2 separate regions of the Zea mays genome follow, and region 1 is linked to region 2. A link is a contact called in public Hi-C data. All regions are on one chromosome and are shown on one strand. The core of a region is the stretch at or near the end of the contact, and the rest is flanking DNA. Distances in the headings are between cores, read along the strand shown. Region 1 holds the start of LOC100192557. Region 2 holds the start of LOC100382062.

The links. Hi-C and Micro-C count contacts between places; a contact is called where the count stands out from the background.
Region 1: a contact with region 2 is called in a Hi-C map of ear, with 2.3 times the contacts expected there. The contact joins the promoter of LOC100192557 here to the promoter of LOC100382062 in region 2. A contact is called at or near these places in 4 of 25 Hi-C or Micro-C datasets (ear, leaf and tassel).

Annotation. Positions count from the first base shown.
Region 1 is chr1:257,905,582-257,910,261 of Zm-B73-REFERENCE-NAM-5.0, forward strand. LOC100192557 reads left to right here and starts at 1,878. Exons shown (of 18, transcript NM_001365535.2): 1 at 1,878-2,592; 2 at 3,298-3,457; 3 at 3,638-3,753; 4 at 3,845-3,935; 5 at 4,037-4,132; 6 at 4,214-4,327; 7 at 4,424-4,507. The coding sequence starts at 2,348.
Region 2 is chr1:257,550,283-257,554,962 of Zm-B73-REFERENCE-NAM-5.0, forward strand. It overlaps LOC100382062, which reads left to right and starts at 3,297. Exons shown (of 4, transcript NM_001174826.1): 1 at 3,297-3,515. The coding sequence starts at 3,457.

The sequences.
Region 1 (4,680 bases), core at 628-3,127, 350 kb after region 2:
CTCTACCGGCCAAAAAAAAAACGTTGTTTCCTACTATATTGTATCGGTATCCGCTCTCGAATATTTGTTGTGAGCTAATTAACTTTTGAACTAAACTACGACAAATAAAAAATAAAAAACTGTATATATAGCGATACTGATACTTAGTAGATGTAATAATTATTATTAAATTAGTTGTGAAATCTACTTTTTAAACTGAAGACCCGTTTGGAAAAAAGCACAAGCACATTGCTATCAGCTGCGGTTGCACGCAGCTAGCTGCAGCTACGCTGATAGCCGAGGCCAACCTAGGGATGGCAACGGAGAATTCCCCGCCGGGGAATAGCTTCCTATCCCCGTCTCGGCGACGAAAAAACTTCCCCGCGAGGATCCCCACGAACGCTTGCGGGGAGCATTTCTTCCCCATCCCCGTTCCCCGCGGGGATAAATCCCCAACGAGGATCTCCATCCCCGTTTAAATTACAATGAAGACATACGTACTTTGCTATTAATGTTAAATATTGTCGCTTATACACATTGTCAGATATAAGAAATCATTATGCACACATCAAAATAAACACATTTGTACAATTAGTCGTCTCTTGATAAGGTAATTATTTATTTTTGTCGTTAACTAGTATAAAAAACATAGTCACGTGCAAGTTTAACGGGTCCCCGCGGGGAACGGGGATGGGGAATGCTTCCCCGTCCCCATCCCCGTTTACCCGTTGAGGGATAAATTTTCCCCGTTTATATCCCCACGGGGGAAGTTTCTTCCCCATCTCCATCCCCTAATGGAGGAATTCCCCGCGGGGAATCAGGGATCGGGTCCCCGTTGCCATCTCTAGGCCAACCAGATACGCTTCTATGTTACACGGGGATCGGGTCAGTATACAGTATATATGAGCAGTTTTGTTCACGGCCTAAAAGCATGCTCACATTGTATTCTCGTGCTCCGACCACTGTAGTCTGCTCGCATTGTGTGATCTTGGCCCGTCTTCTTCCTCTCGCCTTCGCCTGTTACCGGTTGCAGCAGACAACCTCTCACGCACGCTCACGGGATGTAGTACTGTGTCTATGTTAATGTCGGCGAGCAGCTCACGCCACCCTTTTCGTTTGATCCACCATAACTGTTGCTAGTTATATTTTCACAAAACTGTACAGTTTCAGTTTCGATCTTAATTTCATTGGACGTGACGGATGCGTGCGACTCTCACGGTTCACCTCCAAAAGGCCGGCACCGTGGGGTCGTGCTCCTCGGCCACCGTATTAACCCGAGCGAGCATGCTCCCTGCCTTCTGCTGCTGCCACGGGCCATGTGCCTGTGCCTGCAAGAGCCAGCCCGCCATCAAAAGCGAGCACAGCGCCACCAACGCAACGACACACCTCCCCAGCAAAACAAAATGGACATCCTCCAAAGGAGAGAATATTTGTCCGTCCAGTTCCGCAACAAACAACACACGCGCGTCAGACTTGGCGCTGGGCCCCCCGGATTTGGGTCCAGTCCACGATGCGATACAAAAACAAGGAGTATGCGCACAATTTCGAGTAATAATAAATAGCCATTGGATTATTTTCATCTGTATATTCATTCTCTCAAGGGCCCCGATGTTTGCCTCATTTGTGACTCTATGTAGGTCTAACACTAGTAGCTAACTGAACATCTACTAGTCTGTTCAAAGCCACCAATTTTTTTTTACTACAAGGCTGGGCCTTTATTCACATCAGTCATGCGTGTCACCTTGTAAACGGACAAAAAGAAGGACAAAAAAAAGAAACTGATGAATTTCAGGAACAAAAGAGACTAATATAAAGATGAAAAGGAAATTACGAGTAGTACATTATTTGAAAAGACCCCACCGGGTTGTATTGTACCCCTCAGGCCCTCACCCTCAGCAGAGCACAGAGCTGAGCGTTTGCCGCTATCCCGCTCGCTACTATTAAACCGACCCCAACTCGTCTCTCACCACCTCTCTCCCCATCCCCGTCTCGCCGCTAGCTTTCCCTTTCCCCCTGCTGCTCCTCCCCTCCGTCCTCCTCCTCACCCTCCCCGCGGGCCGCGCGGCTCGGCAGCCAAGCAAGCAACAGCACAACACACCCCCGCACCGCCGCCACTTCTCTCTCTCTCTCTCTCTCTCTCTCTCTCTCTCTCTCTCTCTCTCTCTCTCTCTCTCTCTCTCTCTCTCTCTCTCTCTCTCTCTCTCTCTCTCGCACCACCACCATGGCGTCGGGCGGCTGCGCTCTCGCCCCGAGGCTATGACTCGGCGCCGCCCGTGGCCGTGGCTCTCCGTCTTCTCCATCTCCCCGCGACGACGACAACCCCTCCTCCTCCGACTCCGACTCCTCCCTGGGCGGCGGTGCTAGCCAGATGTCGACGGCGCTGGCGGTGGTCGGGGGCGGCAAGGACCGGCCGTCGCCCGGCGGCGGCGGGGCGCCGCAGGTGGACACGGGCAAGTACGTGCGCTACACCCCCGAGCAGGTCGAGGCGCTCGAGCGCGTCTACAGCGAGTGCCCCAAGCCCAGCTCGCTGCGCAGGCAGCAGCTCATCAGGGAGTGCCCCATACTCAGCAACATCGAGCCCAAGCAGATCAAGGTCTGGTTCCAGAACCGCAGGTGCGTGCGTCGCCGGCCCTCTTTCCGTCCATCATCTCACCTCTGGCTCTGTTCATGCCTCCGCTTATTCGTTGACGAATTTGTGCGCTCCTTCCTGCCAGTGCCTCTGCTGCTGGAATTTCTCTCTCCCCCTGTTTTTCTTTTTACGATGATATGTTTTTCCTCTTTAGTTTTTTTTTTAGTTTTGAGGTCGGGCCATATTTGCTCAGGTTTTCAGCTGGAACTTGTAGGACTACAAATTCTCTTTGCTCAGATTTTTTTTTACCCCCGGTTGTATCGCCGTTAGGCGTAATGGACGCGTCCTTTTGCTGCTCGCATGTGCTATGTACGACTAGCAACATTTGCCTAGCATTTGTAAGGAAAGGCTGTTGTCCCTGAACTTGGATAAATAAATAAATGGATCTAATTAGGTATCCCGTGCCTATCACAATGTTCACGTTAAGAGCAGATTTAAATGGTAGTAGGGAAACATCATTTTCAGTTGGGCAACCAATCAGCCTGCCCGAGTTTCGTGCCAGCCATTGCTTGCTTTGCTTGCCACACGGGCCTGTAACTGGAATACGATGTTTAGAATGAGCAGTTACATTTCAATACTGCGTAAGCGATCGTTGTCTTAGTTTTCTTCATATGTAAGTCAGCAAGTGACATCTGTAACTCCTGTGCGATTTGACTGTGATTCTGATGTTTCTTGTGATTGATTGGTAGATGCCGCGAGAAGCAGCGGAAGGAGGCCTCGCGCCTGCAGACTGTGAACCGGAAGCTGACTGCGATGAACAAGCTGTTGATGGAGGAGAATGACAGGCTGCAGAAGCAGGTCTCCCGACTCGTCTACGAGAATGGATACATGCGACAGCAGCTTCACAATGTGAGATCCATCTCCCTTGCTCATTCCCCAGAACATCTTATTTATATTTTTTTTTCTAGATAAATCAGCTGAATGGCACAAAGTATCATGTAGTAGTGAATGGTGCTGTTTTATGTAAGTTTTGATGCGAACCTTGTCGCATGATTCCACGTCTAATACCGTGTGTTTTGATATTTGCAGCCTTCTGCTGCGACTACAGACACGAGCTGTGAGTCTGTGGTCACAAGTGGTCAGCACCACCAACAGCAAAACCCAGCAGCTCCGCGTCCTCAACGGGATGCAAATAACCCAGCTGGGTAATTTCAGCCCCCCCACCCCCCCTCCCCCAACATTTATTAGACAGCTTTGTGCTTGTAAATCTGATGGAGCTCTTTTTCAACATGGCAGTCTCCTAGCTATCGCTGAGGAGACCTTGGCAGAGTTCTTGTCAAAAGCGACAGGAACTGCTGTCGATTGGGTGCAAATGGTTGGGATGAAGGTAATATACACTTGTTGCGACAAAAAAAAAAGAATTTTAACATGTGTTGGCTACTTCAATTATGTTTTGGCTCATTACTTAAAGCACGAATTCCTTTACAGCCTGGTCCGGATTCCATTGGAATCATCGCTGTTTCGCACAATTGTAGTGGCGTAGCAGCCCGAGCTTGCGGCCTAGTGAGCCTTGAGCCCACAAAGGTGTGTTTTTTGTTCATTCTTCATCATCACATAGCTTTATGTTTCCATTCAGCAGACATGCCCTAATTGACTAGTCCATAGGTCGCGGAGATCCTCAAGGATCGCCCTTCTTGGTACCGCGATTGTCGGTGTGTGGATATTCTCCATGTTATCCCTACGGGTAATGGTGGAACTATCGAGCTTATCTACATGCAGGTAAGCATCATCATACAAGTTTAGTGCTTTTCACATTCTTGAATCATTATCCTCTTTGTTGCCAGTTAAAATGACTTACTTTCATCACATTTTTAGACTTACGCACCGACAACTTTGGCGGCACCGCGCGACTTTTGGACTCTCCGATACACTAGTGGTCTTGAGGATGGCAGTCTTGTGGTAATGCTTCTTTTTGGTTGCTATGATGTTGTCATTTATGTTAGTCTTGTCAATTCTGTTTGCTTGTTCTGTTTGGATCAAACAGCTGTGCTGCAACTTTGTATGCTTATTTAGGTGCTACTGGATTGCCCTCTCAGGATATCTATTGTGCTTACAGCTGGTAACTTTTGTTT
Region 2 (4,680 bases), core at 2,047-4,546:
GCAAATGCTTCATGTCATGTAGATATTAAAGAACTTTTATTATGTCTGAATGTGTGTGTCAATGTGTGAGTATAACTATTACTTTGTTAACTGTTATTGTGTCTAAACTGAGTTCATGTGGGTTGAGCCTGAGTGTAAATTAACTTATTGGATTTGGATACTTGTTCTATGTGGTCATGTACTCATGTGGACATATTTGTGTTTTGTGGTCATGCTATCTTGTGGATTTATTTTCTCACTATTTAGTGGACGGTTGAATTTGAATTTAGACTACATCCACAACACCTCGTGAGTGTTTGTTTCCGGCTAATTTTTCCGTTGAGGCAATTTCCGTTCGTTTTCGATACATTTTCGGCCGTATTGGTTCGTTTCCGTAAACCCATATAACCCGGACCCGTTTCCGTCCGTGGTTGTTCGGATCCCGCACCCGTTTCCGACGATGTATTGCGGGAGCGGAAACGGGAGAAGGGTTTTTCCGTCCGTTTCCGTCCGTTTTCATCGCTACTAGGAGCACAAGGGGATGCAATATGACAGAAAATGTTTCGTGATTATCAAGAGTCTCGTAGCATACCCAATTAAAGGGTTCATACCAGAGCATGAAACTGTTAAGGAGTATCCAAATAAATTAATGATATAGTTTATATTATATCATATTATTTATATAGTAGAATCTAAATAAAGATGTTTATATAGCAGAATTTAAAAATAGATAGTGGAGGTAAAAGGTCAGCTAACCTTGGATCCACTCTCATCTGATCCCGATGGATCACTTCAACCGGTACCAACTCTACCTGGTTACAGTTTTTCTTTGGCCATAATCTTTGTGAAAAAAACTAAAGTTATGCATCTTCTACCAACCACATGGACGATTAAATTAAAGAAAGTAAACGTACTTACTAACATGGAGATAGAGGAGAATGATTGTATATGTCAAATGGCATCTCTGTCCCGTGTCCCCCGTTTAAACATCATACAACGGGCACATAGCTTCCTACATTCGATATACAGTACTCTAGCCATTCCAAATTATTTCGATATACAGTTAGGGGTAGTAATGGATTACGATTTAAATGATTCTTCATAATAAGTTAGGGCTCTTAATTAATTATAGTTCAAAAATAAATAGAAATAGATCTCGATTCTAATCCAATTTGATTTTAAATTTTATAGTGTAAAAATCTATATTACATTAACACCCCTATATACGGTACTCTATCCAATTCGATTCTCAAAGCATATCAAGTTAATCAAAATTATAAAAGTAACTATAAAAATCTACAACATCAAATAGATATACTATAAATATAATTGATATAGAATCTAACAATACTTATTTAGTATCATATATTATTCTATCATAGAAATTTAGTCAAACTTAAGATATTTTAACTGTTAAAAAAATAAAATTTAAGTGTATTTTTTTTTGTTATCGCATATTAAATTGAATCATATACATAGATAAAAATTATTAGTTTTATAAGGTTACATAAGTATAGTATAAAAACATATCTTAATCTAAAGATACTTATCTAGTGTCGATTTTTTATTTATACTAGTTAGTTGATGTTAAGATATTTTAATCTGTTAGAGTTTTTTTAAAATTTATTTTATATATCATCATTTAGAGAGTTATCTGGATTAAAAAATCCCGTTTTATGTAGCTTTGCAGTCCCCGTGATTTGTTTTTTCTAGAGAAATTCCGTAATAAACGATGGCTATAGCATCTAAACCTCTATTCCTGACCAGCAGAAAACGGAGTTGCGGACGGAGGACGGGAGGAGTAGGTTACTTGTATCTATAGCCGGTGCAGCTTTTTGCTGCTTCCCGCTGATGGTCCCGTTTCTCTCTCTTTGCTGCTGGTGTTGTGTTGGTTTGTGCTTTGCAGGCTGTACCTGTACTGTACCCTGCAGCGCCGGCCTCAACCGATCACAGAACAGGGAAAAAGAAAATACTTAGCCACATCATTATTTCCTCATATTTTCCGGGAAATATGGGCTGTAAATGTTTATATGCTTTTCTTTTTTATTATTATTACAGCTCTTTGAAGCAGCAACCAAGAGCACAGGGGCACGCACAGTCACAGCCTCACAGGGCAGGGCGCAGACAGACACAGAACGGCAAAGTCCAGGACAAGACGCACTTTCCAGCTCCTTTGTGGCTTTGTCCACGACGGTCGACGGGAACCACCTGAAACCTGATTTGGTGATCCACCAGGGATCACGGAGGACCGGGAGAGCGTGTCGAGGGGAAAATTAGTTTAATTTTTTTTGTTAATCTCTTCTAATATCTGTGATCACTCTGTCACCAAATAAACCGAATCGAGAATTTTTTTTTAAAAAAAACCGTCCCACAACGGGACAGTCGATGAAGCGGTGGGCAATCCTGAAACCCACACCGTAACCCCATCTGCACTGCACTGCAGCGTACTGTAGTAGTAAACAAAAGCCTGCGAATCTCTGTGCGCGCGGCCCCATATCTCCAGAACTTGTATTAATGCGCCTCAATTACTCCACCCTCCTTCCGCTCACGCGACTGCGTCCACGGTCCAACACGCATCTCATCGGCCGTTTGCGTAAACTGAAAGTGTGTGTTTCTCCTCCATCTTCTCTTCCGTCCGGAGGCGATTTTGCAGGCTTGTTTCCCGTTCCTTCTCTACCGCGTTTGGGCTTGCGGTCCTTTTGCACTTTTCTGCTCTACGGCAGGACTAGCAGCATCCTGTTGACCTGGCCGACTACTGACAGATCAGATCAGATCAGCCTCAGGCTCCTCAGACGGACGGCGTTGTCTTCTTCCCCACCCCGCAGCCTTTTTTGCTTGCAGCTTACTAGTATAATTATTATGGCGTCCTCTGTCTCTGCGTGACCGTGTCCCTGTTGGCCTGTTCTCCCCACCCCCAAACGAATCCTCCTCCCCCACGGAAACAGAGAGAGGACGACGATTCTTCTTAATGATCCTACTAGTTAAGAGCACTCAAATCCTCCACATGTAGACGAGGGACGGTGAAGACATAATAGTAGAACCTGCCCCACCTGCCTCCGTCGTCAAGTCGAAGGAGACGAGCCGCGCCGCTCCTGCTACTCCCACTCTCCCCAGCCCCCACTGCCTGTGCCTCTGTCTGCAACAGCAACCCACATCCACCTCCTCCTCCTCTGGTCCTCTCCCCTCCCGCGCTCCCGCACTCCTCTGTGCTGTTCTGTGACCACCCGGGCATTAACTGCCCGCATTGGTGGTTTCCTGGGGCGGGGTGGTTGGATTAGGTCGCTTTGCTGCTGCCCGCCCGAAAGCAGGGTTGCAAAGCCCACCTCCGCCCTTTCGGGCAGAAAGAGCCAGAGAGAGAGAGAGAGAGGTCGGGGCCGGGGAGCACACACCCATCACCCATGGCCTGACTGACCTCCGGACTCTCCCTGCTTCCGTCCACGCCGCGGGCCGCCCAGCTGACTGCTCCTGCCCTCCGCCATGGCGTCCGTCAAGCTCGGCTCCAAGCCTGACGCCTTCAAGCGGCAAGGCCAGGCATGGTAAGTTCTCTCTCTCTCTCTCTCCAGTGCTTTCCTTACCATCTTCCCGAGTTTCCTTGCGGGCGGGTTTTCCTGGACGGGTTAACCGGGCCTCCGTTACCCTGCTCTGCTGCTTCCTCCGCGCTCCTCCTACCTGCTGCTGCTGATGCCTCGGAATTCGGGGGGTTCCGGATGGGTTTACTGTTCCTGCTCAAATCCGTGTGGATTTTGCACGGCCACGTCCCGAAAATGCCACAGGTCAGCTGGTTCGGAGACCGTACCGCACGACGCCGTCGCCGCGGCTCCTCCTGGGGTGCATTTGTTGCGCGTCCTGAACCTACCGTGACGAGGGCATTCTCAGGCCTTGCAGTTTTGCAAGGCTGCTGCCCGTCCGTTCAGTTCTTCTGTAGTATAGTAGTTATGTATCTTTGTGTGTGTGTGTGCATCCCGAGTTTTCTCTGCTGTCGTATTACCTTTCAGTTTTCCTAGTAAATTATTGGGCTTGCTTGTCCTGTTCCCACTCTTCTAATCTTCTGCTCGCGCCCAAGCATGGAACCAGAACTCTGGGAGCAATGGGTATTTCTTCTTCTTTTTTTCAAATTGCTGGTTGCATTTGGTAGTAGGGTACAACACCGTACACGTGGGCCTCTCTGGTTAGGGGCACTTGGATCCAAGTCCTTGAGATTCGGTTCAAAATTTGAACTATCAACACACATAGGAGTGCGAACTATTCCCAGAGCATCAGCATCCTCCTTGTCAAACCGGGCCCTTTAAGTGTCTGCCAGAATTCAGAACTCAAAGTTTTGCCTGCATTGTGGGCTCCTGCAACTATGCTTTTGTTTTAATCTACATGTCTCATGTCCAACTGAGAAATACTCGTCTAGCGGCTGTTGGCAGCATTTGCTATTATCCTTTTACAAGCACAAGAAATAGGGTTCGTATATTTCGTGGCTAGCGGTTTTAGGTACCCTGCATGAGTGCCTTATTGTGCATACTAAATGCATTTAAGCGTGGTGGGTGCAGTTGATCACATGTTATATCGACAGAAATTCTTGTTAATTAGAGTTGACTGCTTCAGCCAATCGTTTATTGGGTGGGCCTCATGGATCCACATCACATCTAGTTGGCAGTGATATGTTATTGTTCCTAATAATGGATGCTGATGTAACTGTCATGTAATTATTTA